2 separate regions of the Gossypium hirsutum genome follow, and region 2 is linked to region 1. A link is a contact called in public Hi-C data. All regions are on one chromosome and are shown on one strand. Each heading gives the region's core, a stretch centred on a gene start, on an enhancer-like site or on the middle of the called end of the contact. The rest is flanking DNA. Distances are from core to core; before and after follow the strand shown. Region 1 holds the start of LOC107951476 (glucose-induced degradation protein 8 homolog). Region 2 holds the start of LOC107922007 (gamma carbonic anhydrase 1, mitochondrial).

Region 1 (5,618 bases), core at 917-3,416:
AACAGCATAATACCGAGAAGCATTACATATTGGTTCTATTGCAAAACCAAGCACGCATATATAATATAATTATAACCCACAATTAATTCAGAATCCATTAACACAAAATTGTTCTTGGAATTAGTTTAGACCCAAATAGAGTTAAAATTCAAACCCTAACGGACCTTCATAACTTGAAAAAAAAACATGTTGATGATAAATCCATACGAACCCAGTAAACCTAGAACAAAAGATAAAACAGCATAATTGAACAGTGTCCTAATTTCTTATAACCCAATAAAAAGAAAAGATACCCAAACAAAATGAAAGCGTAGAACTATATTAGCATTGGTGAAAAAACCCAAAATTGAGAAGTGAAAGAGAATGGGACAAAAGATTAAAAACTTACAATTTGTTCGTATAGACGAGGATCAACGTCCATGATGGGGGCAGATTATGGGAAGTGAAGCTTTGGGGATTTTGGAGTTTGTAAATAAAATAGAAAAAGGGGTGGATAGGCGTCTTGGGGGATATATCGGAGTGCGCAGAAAGAAGGCGATCGTCGCAGGCTCCATGTTTTAATAGTGTTATTACCTAAAAAGGAGACGGGTATTGTTTAGCATTTGAGTACACGTGCCTTTTCCACACTCCCACTCTTTACCATTGCTACACTTTCACTTTTATTATCGGTATGTTAAAATATTTACCAATTATAAAAATAACTTTATGTTAATGGGTGAATTAATATTATGCCTTATATTTTGAAAATGCGAGAATCCTAAATGGAATTTAATGGAATCTTTAGCTTCTATCCAAATCAGCTTCATTTTTAATTAAGAAGTTTAATATAAATCAATGTCAATTTTTTTTTCAAATTTGAATCAATTAATACAAATAGAAGACAAAAATACAAGAGTTCAAAGACTTTTAATAGCTTAACCTAAGAAAACAGCTCAAAATTACTTTACTTAATATCAATTATTATTTAGTCATTTATATAATAAAAAAAAGTATAAACAACATTAAAATTAATCATAGTAAAATTTAATATTTTTTTTCCTTTGGAAGGTCAAAGGTCAAGAAGAAGAGGTTATCCGGATTTGAACATTAACAAACACCTGATGTTAACAAAAAGTGATTAGAAAAAAAAATGATTATCCAAATTTAAACACTGCAAGTAATTTACCAAATCAAACCTCAACAAGGATGAAATTTTAGTGGATGACATTTGAGCTGATTGAATCTCTTTCTCGAATAAAAAACAATAGTATTCATAAATTGGTTTCAAATAGATACACTTTAGCTTTTCACAGTTCCTAGATGAGTATAAAAATTATCAAATCAAATTTTAAACTAGAGGTTGATGGAATTCTTCAAGTTAAGGATTGACATTTAATTTCCAACTGATGTGGAACAAAAACCTTTTACAGTGCTGAAATAATTTGGGAGCTGGGTTTTAGACAGTTCCCCCACAAAGAAACCCATGTTCTCGTTTCCTGTCTAGATGTGCCCACATTTCTAGTCAACTCCAATTCAATAAGCCATCAGCTCTTTTACTATATACTGAATTTTGGATCCATTTATCGGATAAGGTCCATTTGGTGAGACCAAATCATCATTTCTTCTTTTTAACCTGTTTGACAGTAATACTGAGAGCCTACTTAACTTCTTATGGCATTTATAAAGCATTGCCGGAACAGATGAATTGCAGTTTTTGCAGATAATTGCAAGTTGTCAAACCTGGAATCACCTTTATGCCATGTCAAGTTTTGGTTTCCTTGGAAAACCCTATGCAAGAAAACACCCACAAATCCATTTTTCTTTCTTCTATGCCCTACCACACAGTCCAGCCATTCTTCAAACCAACATAAATTTGCATCACTAGTTGAAAAACTTTATATAAGGTTTGAGTTTAAATATTTGGTTTGAACAAGTTTAGTTCCGCCCCATCCTAATGAATCCATAGGGTAAAGGAATGGCCAAACCTCAAATCATATATCTGCTAGTGTTTAACATCAGCATCGAGACAAGCACAGTTTAAAAGCAACTAACCAGTAATCCAACAGCTATGCTAACAAAGGCCATGTGATATGTTCAGCTCATAGCTTCATTTGTCCTGAAGATCCTGTGAAATTATCATACGACTTAGAAAGCAGATAACAAATTCAATGCTATCAGTACCTGAAAGATTCATGACCATTCCAAAAGACAGGTGTCTACGACAACCAAGCCCCCATCTTTATTCTTTAGCCTTCTTTATATGACCCTGCAACATCTAAAACAGACCAACAAACCCAGTTCTCTGTTATATTTTGAAGGGGAAAATAAACTGAAAATTGTGAAAAACAATCACCTCAGTGGTGCTTCTGGGCTAATTAATGGAGTTGGAGTCTTGGAGATAGGAATTCTCCATTGACCAGAAATGAATCAGCTTAGAACACGCTAACAATGCTGCGAACAAAAAATCAACAGCTTGAAAACTGAGATAGTTTCTACGGCCCTTTAACAACAATGCTCAATCCAGGAAAAAGAAATGATTGAATTACAAAGCCCTTTACAAAATTCTGCTCGAAAAACGAACTAATACCCCTATTCAAGGAAACTAAACCTCATCGGCCATCAATATAGTCTAAGTATCCAATAAGTAGCAGTAACATAAAGAATAAACCATATCCCAAAAACTATCTTCTGTGCAAATTAACCATGTTAGTATAAACAATTCATTCAAGATTCTAACAACGACTAGTGAGAAACAAGCAAAATTTCATATAAAAATGATGCCTTCGTGTACAAAAAATTACACACAACAACATATTCGCCAAAATTTAAACAAAGTTTGCTTTAAAATTTACTCAATTCTCTCGTCATGAAGAGGGAAACACGTCTTTCACAGCCGATGCTGCAGACAAGTAATTGAGAGTGTTCCTCAAAGTTCCCTTCTCTCTTCTCAACCTGGCCGCCGTATCTTCTAACTCCAGCAAAGCTTGTTGCTCTTTCGGCGCCCCTTCGAATGTACTCCCTACAAAGAATGAAAACGGAGTCGGAAATAGATTCCTCCTCAAATCCTGCGCTTCCTTTACCGGTTTTCCATTGAGGCGATTCGATAACCGAATCACGTCTTTCATGCAACTCTCCACTTCATCGGCTATTCCTTCCAAATCCTCGTCGCTGGAGGGGCGGTCTTCGAGCCAGTTGACTTCCGCGACAAGATATGGTTTCTTACGTACGATGTTGGTGACGCGGAACCGTTCTTGGCCTTTACAAATGAGAAAGAAGCGGTCGTCGACGAGGCGTTCGTGCTTGAAAATATCTCCGACGCAGCCGACGTCGGAGGTGCCACCGACGGGATCAGAGTAAATAACGCCAAAGCGGAGGTCGGTGTGGAGGAGCGTGTGCATCATAATGCGGTAACGGAACTCGAAGATCTGGAGGGGGAGAACAGCGCCGGGGAAGAGAACTAAGGGGAGAGGAAATAGAGGGAGCCGTACGGATTCATCTGATTGGGGAGGATACGGGTGGCGTTTCTCCGGGAAAGAGGAAGCGAAGCATCGGAGGGAGCTGAGCCTATGGAACCTGCGGGATTGGAAGAGCGAAGAAGAGTTGAAAATGGCTTGAAATTAGGGTTTAAAAGATAAGGACTGACAGCGTTGGGGCTTATCGAAGGTTGGTGAGTGAGCGAAGAAGAAGAAGAAGAAGAAGAATGGGATGGGATTAGCTGAGGGAGGGCCATTCACCAAAGATCAGAAGCTGTTCGAAGTATTGCGTACGTGAAGATAAATAAATAACAATATTCTGAACATGAGTACTTTACTCGCTAGTTAGAATTTTGAGAACAGATAAAAATGATTTTTTAATGATAAAATTAATTTAATTTAAATACAAAGTATATTATACGTTAAAATGGGCCGAATTTGAAAAAAAAACCGAGTGGATTCTAAAAATATTTAGAGCATGTTTGGTTGGGTGTAGCCAATACACCCCTAATCGGTGGCCCACCTAATCCCCTTTATTCCTATATTTGGTTCATGATATTGTTAATACCATTGTAATACATTACAATCCTAATCGGTAAAATCCACCGATTTGTAATCCGTTCCTTTTGCCCAGATTAGGAGCCGCTTAAGTTTACCCTCCCTGTTTTACCCTCCCATCCGCTTCCCCTTTGTTTCTCTTCTGTCCCTTCTAGCCTCTGCCGATTTGATCCCTCTGTTTCTCATAGTTCTCCACACGCCCACATCTCTACAAAAATAACAGCCTTCAAAGTCGGCAGGATTTTACGGCATTATTTGAGCCCTGTTCTTCTCCTTCTTCCTAGACGTGGGGTTTCCATTTCCCAATTCTTCTCGTCCCTTTCTTAAAGTCGGCATCTTCCTTTGCTTTCTCCAGTTTTCTCCTACCCAGCACCTTCTTCAAGGTTCCAAGTTTTTTTTGTTTCTCCTTTAATTTCTGTTGTATTGAATTCCATGGATGTTATTTTAATTTGGATTTAATTATGCCTATTGAGGTTGTTTTTGCTGTTGAGAATCATAAAAAATAATTGGGTCATTTTTATTTCAGTTTCTTTTGTGTTCTTTTAGCCTCTATAGGGTTGTTAATTATTAATCCCTACATGTTCATTTGTTTTTCAGTTTCTTTTGATGGGGTTTCATTGTTTTAAACGTTGAAATTTTATCTAATAATGCAATCTTTCGTATATTTTTCAGGGTTTGTTCTTTGAATAGCCTTTGTTGTAGCTATTTGCAAAATGCTGGCTGCTAGTGTTACTGCCCCCTTGCGGCCTTCATTATCTACTGGTATTTTTCTTGGAACTTTATTTTATTATTCATTCAATTTTTCTTAGATTAATGATGATAAAATTTGCTATTGGTTTTCGGCAGGACATTGATTAGAGTCACGAATTGAATGCAGTAGCCGTTGTGGCTTGGTTAGAATTCCGACTCGGATTAGGCCATGGGAACTTGGCTTGCAATCACAACCTAGTGTAGGAAGAAGTAGAAAACAATCTTCATCCATTGCATGCACCGCAACTGCTTTGGTACGTTTTGTCGCCATAACTAATCGCTTACTTTTATTTTTACAGAAGAAATTGAGAATTGTTGCTCATCTTTTTGTCAATGTAAACGGTATTAAATCTTGATAGTAGATTTACTGAAACAAATCATTACATGCCTGCACGTATGTTATGGCTCTGTGTGTGCTTTGCGCGTGCTTATACTCGATTTTTCCTTTTTTCCAGCAGAATGCAACTTGCAGTGCATCAGGACAAACTCAAACTGTTACTCGTGAGGCACCAACTCTCACCCAAGCTCCTGTTCATTGTAAGAACAAACACATACTCTCTTTCAGTAGTTTGTCAATATTCATTAGATGTATTCCTTTTCGTGATTTTCCAGTTCGACTTTAGGCACCCTAACTTAGGTTTGAATTGCTGGAGACTCCTATAAACGTTGGTTGGAGCTTGAAAATCGAACCGATGATATTACAATCATAATTGTACAGATCAAAGGCCTATCAAATGTATGAACTATTTAAATCTTTCTCTAGTTATTCATGTTCTCAATGTTTAAAGTTACATTTTTTGTCGTATGGCTTTGTCTCCCGGTCCTGTATCTTTCTTAGAAGTGAGTGAAGATCTTTTA
Region 2 (5,652 bases), core at 2,583-5,082, 270 kb after region 1:
TTTATAAGATTAACAGTAATACAAACATATATGAATTATGCAATAAATTGTCATTTATTCATTAACTAACGCATGCACAATCCCTTGCTTTAAAAGAGCAACCTAATATTCAGCATTGTTTATTACTATTACAAGAAGTACTAGGCCTTTGACCACAAAGAGAAGTACTACGTCTAAGCACAGCAAAGCCAGTCGCCTGCTTTATACTGATACACGAGGAGAAGGGCAATTATAAGTAGAAAACAAGCATCTTAGGTACATGGAACATTAGACATCAAATTACATCTCTCCGGTCATGAACTGCGACTCTCAGTAACCATACAAACAGTAGAGTTTTATACCATGGTTCTATCCTAAAACATGTCCGGTATTATTTGGAAAAGAAAAATCATCCCTCTGCCATGTACTTGAACATAACAACAAATTTTTCTTGATGCCAAATCTCAAGACTTTTGGAGCAAATAAAAAAGCAACTAATAAATAAAAAAAAGATCATTTTTCAGAGGACTTTTGCTCTTTATCTGGTAGGACATTGTCTGGAAGAATTAGTTCTGGTGGAGTTTCACGGACAATGCCCAGCATTGAGTCATACTCTTCATCCCTCTTCGCAAACTTCTTGCGAAGAACTTTCTCAAATTCAATTTCATCAAAGGGTTTTGCATTCTCAGCAGCATGTACCTGTGCAAGGTTGGTATAATTGGTGGCTGACTGGGAAATAAACGCTATCTCTTCTTCAGTTAGCTTCCTCAGGAATTTAGCTGGATTGCCTCCCCACACCTGTCAACCAAAGAAGATCGAACACCTCATCATCTAAAGTACAGGTACATTTTTACAGCATTGTATGACTTAAAATATTAATATGAGCAGTAGAACTGTCCCTGTATTATAATTGTTACCAACAGGTGTCATAACACCTGTTTTATCTTTATCATCTGAACATATATGTATATGTTTTCTAACTTCTAATGCATGTTTCTGGTTATTTTTTTATTCATAAATGCTACAACAAGAAACAAAGGTGACTCTGATTAACAGATAAATCAACAAGTTCATCAAATATTTTTGAAAACATGACCAGAAGACCATGGAGTTTGTGGTACCTCCCCAGCAGGGATCCTTGTATTCTGTCTCACAAGGGCTCCAGCAGCAACCATAGCATGTTTTTCCACAACTACACCATCAAGAAGTGTGGCTCCCATGCCAACAAATGCTTCATCCTCAACGGTACAGCCATGTAAAACAGCACTATGACCTGATCATTTCAAAGTTTCAATCATACCTTATTGATGGAAGAAACTTTTTTATCAGGTTAATTCACATGAAATGTATGGCCAATGCCACTTTACTTACCTACAGTAACATTGTTTCCAATGTTAGTTGGTAGCACTTTCCCACTTAGATTAGATTTTGCAACATGCACAAGGGAGTTGTCTTGTATATTAGTTCCAGATCCAACACTAATGCTGTTGACATCCCCTGTTCAAAGCAGGACAAGGATGATAATCAGGAAAATCTAGTAAAAATAATGTCAAAGAAATAACCCTAATATCTCTCCGAACAAATTCACAAGGGTCAAGAAAATTATAACTTCCTCTACACGGGGTGGTTAAAAGATAGTGGGGTAGGGTGTGATCTCAGAAACCTTCCTCTTCGAGAGATATAGTAGTGAAGAGTCAAATGTACTACCATTCAATAAAGACGTATTATTCAGGAATGATTCCCTAACCCAACTTTGTAGAAAGGCATTGCTATGTGGTATGTGGCTGCACAAATTCATTTTCAACTTTCTTATTAGAATAATAAGGAACTGCAGTCACACATGGTACATACACTAAATATACCAGGGATTTCATTTTGAGGGAAGAAAATAATTGTCCGAAATATCTTCTTAACCCAAAATTTTATCTCCTTGATAGGAGAAGAATGATAAATACTAGTAAAAATGAACCTGCTCTACAGGAGAATAAGTCTGCCATCTTATGCATTGTGGTTGTATTTAAGGTTTTAAGAAGCATGTGGAGTTGAGGACATGAACCAGGTGGGGAACAAGGTATATTATACAAGTTGCAAGCGCTCGCTTGTGTGAATGAATGATTATTTAGGATGGCTAAAATGTTAAATGAAATAGTAAGACGTACCAGGAAGACAATACCATACAAGATAAATAGAAAATAAAATTAAAAGAACTGATAATTTAAAGTTGAAACCAATAGTTAAATTTACAAACAACATTCCTGTAAATTAATTGTTAAAAGTTGAGACAAGTAATATCCTCACTAGGACTAGCTACATTTCTCTAGACCAATTGTGATAAACCCAGACATGTAGTAAATTTAAACTCATTCAGAATATGTGCAGAAATAATCAACTTAAGTCTACTATCTTTATTCACATAGTTTTCAAATTAAAGCACACTAAACATAAGCCAATAGTATTACCATTAATAATGTCTATTTGTTTCTCAAGTCACCATCTAAAAGTTAATTAGTATAACCCTAAAACTTCATATGCTAAGTTGGATATATAGTCCATCCTTAAATAATTTCTTTTTCTTTTTTTTTGGTCGAAACCAGGTTGTCCACTGCCAATAGCAGTGACTAATCCCCTCGCCGCGAGTGCTCTCCAAAGAGGTAAATGGCTGGCCGTGAAATGTGCTCCATTCCCCTGGGCAAGGACCAACCCCCCGACCTCATGATTAAGGGATGAGGCGAGCAACCACCACACAACACTTCTTTGGTGTGAGAAAGTTGCAAAGTTGGAAGTACATGCAGCTAATAGGGACGTAGGCATATGGTTTGCCTTTATTAGACTTATGTTGCTAATAGTTTTTGTTCTTAATCAATTGAAAAAAAAAAAAAGACTATTGCCGTCAAACAAAAACCAAATTGAGTATATAAGCAAGTATCTTACCCCTTAAAACACATCCATACCAAATAGAAGATCCTCTTCCCACCTGAACATCGCCAATGACAGATGCGCTAGGGGCTACGAATGCATCCTTGTCCACCAGAGGAGATTTATCAAATACGTTCATCAGAGTCCGATGCCTAGAAACTATGAATAAAAATAAAAAGAAAACATGAATGCATTCGGATAATGAAAAAGAAAAAAACTAAAGCGACAAAAGCAAAATCCTATCTTTGAACACACAAAAAAAAAAGGTAAAACGAAGCCGAATTACCTCAGAAATCAGAAAGGCAAATAACCAATTAACCAGTACAATTGGCTAAATTAGGAGGGGAAAAAACCCTAAGTTTATAATCATAACTGTGCTTGTAATTTTATACAGAGGCAGTCTAATTGTTTAATAATAACATCAAAGAAAATGTAAGCTAGAAAATGAGAAGACATAAAAAGTATATTTCATATTTGAAATTAGCTGAAAACCCCCAAAGACTGAATCCATATTTGAGATTGGAATCAGCTTAGGAATAGAAGTTGAAGATTGAAATGAAATAAAACTCACGTTGCTCCTGGAAAAAATAGTTGCCTTGTAGGCGGCAACCAAGGCGATCGAGAGCCTGACCGGTCTCCCGAATCCAGAATCCGACAGTGTATATTGCTTTTCCAAGGCTTCCCATCTTCAGCTTTGATCGGTGATTGCGCAGAGGGCGAGTGACTAGGAAACAAAGCTCGAAGTGCTGAGAAGGGAAATAATGCTCTCAGACCTCTCTTAGTTTAGTGGTAGACTGGTAGGGTTGAATCTTCTGGGCCTAACTCAACTTCTCTCAACTCAGTCTGAGTCTGTTGTATTGAGTTGAGTTGTCTTGGACTCTTCTTGAGTGATAGCCCAATAATAATATAGGTGTTTGGATTAAAGTTAGTAAATGATTAATCTCGGAACTTTGTTTAATTGATTTATGGGTAAATTACATCACAGGTCATCCAACTATGAGTCATTTTCTTTTTTGTCACCTAACTATGAATTTTTAAAATTGGTCACCTAGCTATGGATTTGTTTCTTTTTTGGTCACCCAACTAATCATTTTGTCTATTTTCATTAATTGCGCCGATGGAAAGGTCACGTGGTAGTTAAAAAATTGGTATAATATTAAATTTAACCTTTAATTTTACCTATTATATCGATTTATTCATAATTTTAAAAATTAACACTCAAAATTTATAAATGGTTTCAATTTGGTCGTATTTCTAAAAAATTTAAAAATTTATAAAAATACATAAATATTTTTTAAAATATAATAACTTATTTAAATTTATATTAAATAAAATAATTATATTAATATTAAATTTAAAAAAAAAAACCCTCCTCTCTTCCCCCCACCGTCCCTCCCCTGGCGTCCCTCTCCCTCTCCTTCTCTGTTGTTGTTGCTGCTGAAATTGCAACAAGTCTCGTAACTGTAAAACCAAGTGGTGAAAGGTACAAGTGCAACACCCGCTACCCCTACGCTCTGTCCCCCAAAGTAGAGCTTCTCCCCCAGCTCTCCTTCCAGGGTCTTCAAGCATTGCATTAACTCCTCCTTTGCTTCCTCTTGGTCTTCTTCTCCCATCCATATTCTCTTCCCAATGCCATATATCTATCGTATTTGCATATGCATGGAATTATTCAGCATTTATGTTCAAACCAGACGAAATATAAAAATGATTACTATACTATGCACTGGCAATGGAATAAAAAATATTAAACACTCATCTTTTTTATCAATATAATCGGAACAAAAGAAGGCTTCTGAACGTTGGTAAGGGTAGAAGGAAGCAAAGGTGATTTGTGATTCCAAAGTTGGACCATGTATTGGAGGATGGTGAGATGGGTTTCCCATTATGAATGAGAACAGAGATCTTTTTGTGGTTGGGTTCATTTCAAGGAGTAGAGGCTCAAGTTGTTTCATAACGGTAGGAGAGAGGGGTGGGGAAGGGGAGGGTTTTATTATTTACTATTAATATAATTGTTTTTATTTAATATTAGTATAAAATTTAAATTTATTATTATATTTTTAAAAATATTTATGTATTTTTATATATTTCTTTATTTTTTTAGAATTAGGATTAAATTGAAACATTTCTAAATTTTGAGGGTTAATTTTTAAAATTATGACTAAATCGATATAATATGTAAAAGTTGAGGTCTAAAATTATTATTATACCAATTTTTCAACTGCCACTTCATCCTCCCGTTAGTGCATTTAACAGAAATGGACCCAAAAAAAATATCAATCACGATTAGTTTGGTGACCAGTTTAAAAAAATCATAGTTAGGTGACAAAAAAAAAACAAATCTATAGTTGGATGACTAATTTAAAAAATTTATAGTTAGGTGATAAAAAAATGACCCATAATTGGGTGACCTGTGATGTACTTCACCCATAAATTAATTAAACAAAGTTCCAAGATAAATAAGTCAACGAATTTAGATTTTTTTTTTAAGTATTAATTGGGGTAAAAGAAATTTATAATTAAAGTGAAAAGGCAGTAGAAACTAAATAATGCATTAAAAAAAGTATCAAATTGTACTTGTTTATCACATTGCCAAGAATTCTACTTTTTTTTCTTGATAATGTTAACTAATTTGTTATTGTAATATTGAAATTAATTAAATTAATCTCCTAAATTTTAAAATTATATTTCATGTTTCCATATTAATCTTAATGAAATCAACTTGGTAACTTATATTTAATAATTGTCTACAAAGCTTAA

Evidence for each region. A called contact is a pair of places that touch in the nucleus more often than the background predicts.
Region 2: a Hi-C map of leaf shows a contact between it and region 1, with 2.4 times the contacts expected there. The contact joins the promoter of LOC107922007 here to the promoter of LOC107951476 in region 1. A contact is called at or near these places in 4 of 34 Hi-C or Micro-C datasets (hypocotyl and leaf).

What each region holds. Positions count from the first base shown.
Region 1 is chrD01:18,723,747-18,729,364 of Gossypium_hirsutum_v2.1, forward strand. LOC107951476 (glucose-induced degradation protein 8 homolog) reads right to left here and starts at 2,167. Exons shown (of 8, transcript XM_016886541.2): 1 at 2,032-2,167; 2 at 389-573. The coding sequence starts at 421. LOC107952284 (lon protease 2) reads right to left here and starts at 3,596. Exons shown (of 3, transcript XM_016887549.2): 1 at 2,832-3,596; 2 at 2,333-2,430; 3 at 1,717-2,254. The coding sequence starts at 3,596. The coding sequence ends at 2,844. LOC107951475 (a long non-coding RNA gene) reads left to right here and starts at 4,019. Exons shown (of 7, transcript XR_001698448.2): 1 at 4,019-4,393; 2 at 4,683-4,772; 3 at 4,857-5,014; 4 at 5,216-5,297; 5 at 5,384-5,496.
Region 2 is chrD01:18,989,737-18,995,388 of Gossypium_hirsutum_v2.1, forward strand. It overlaps LOC107922007 (gamma carbonic anhydrase 1, mitochondrial), which reads right to left and starts at 3,833. Exons shown (of 5, transcript XM_016851827.2): 1 at 3,467-3,833; 2 at 2,911-3,054; 3 at 1,351-1,476; 4 at 1,101-1,252; 5 at 230-777. The coding sequence starts at 3,581. The coding sequence ends at 493.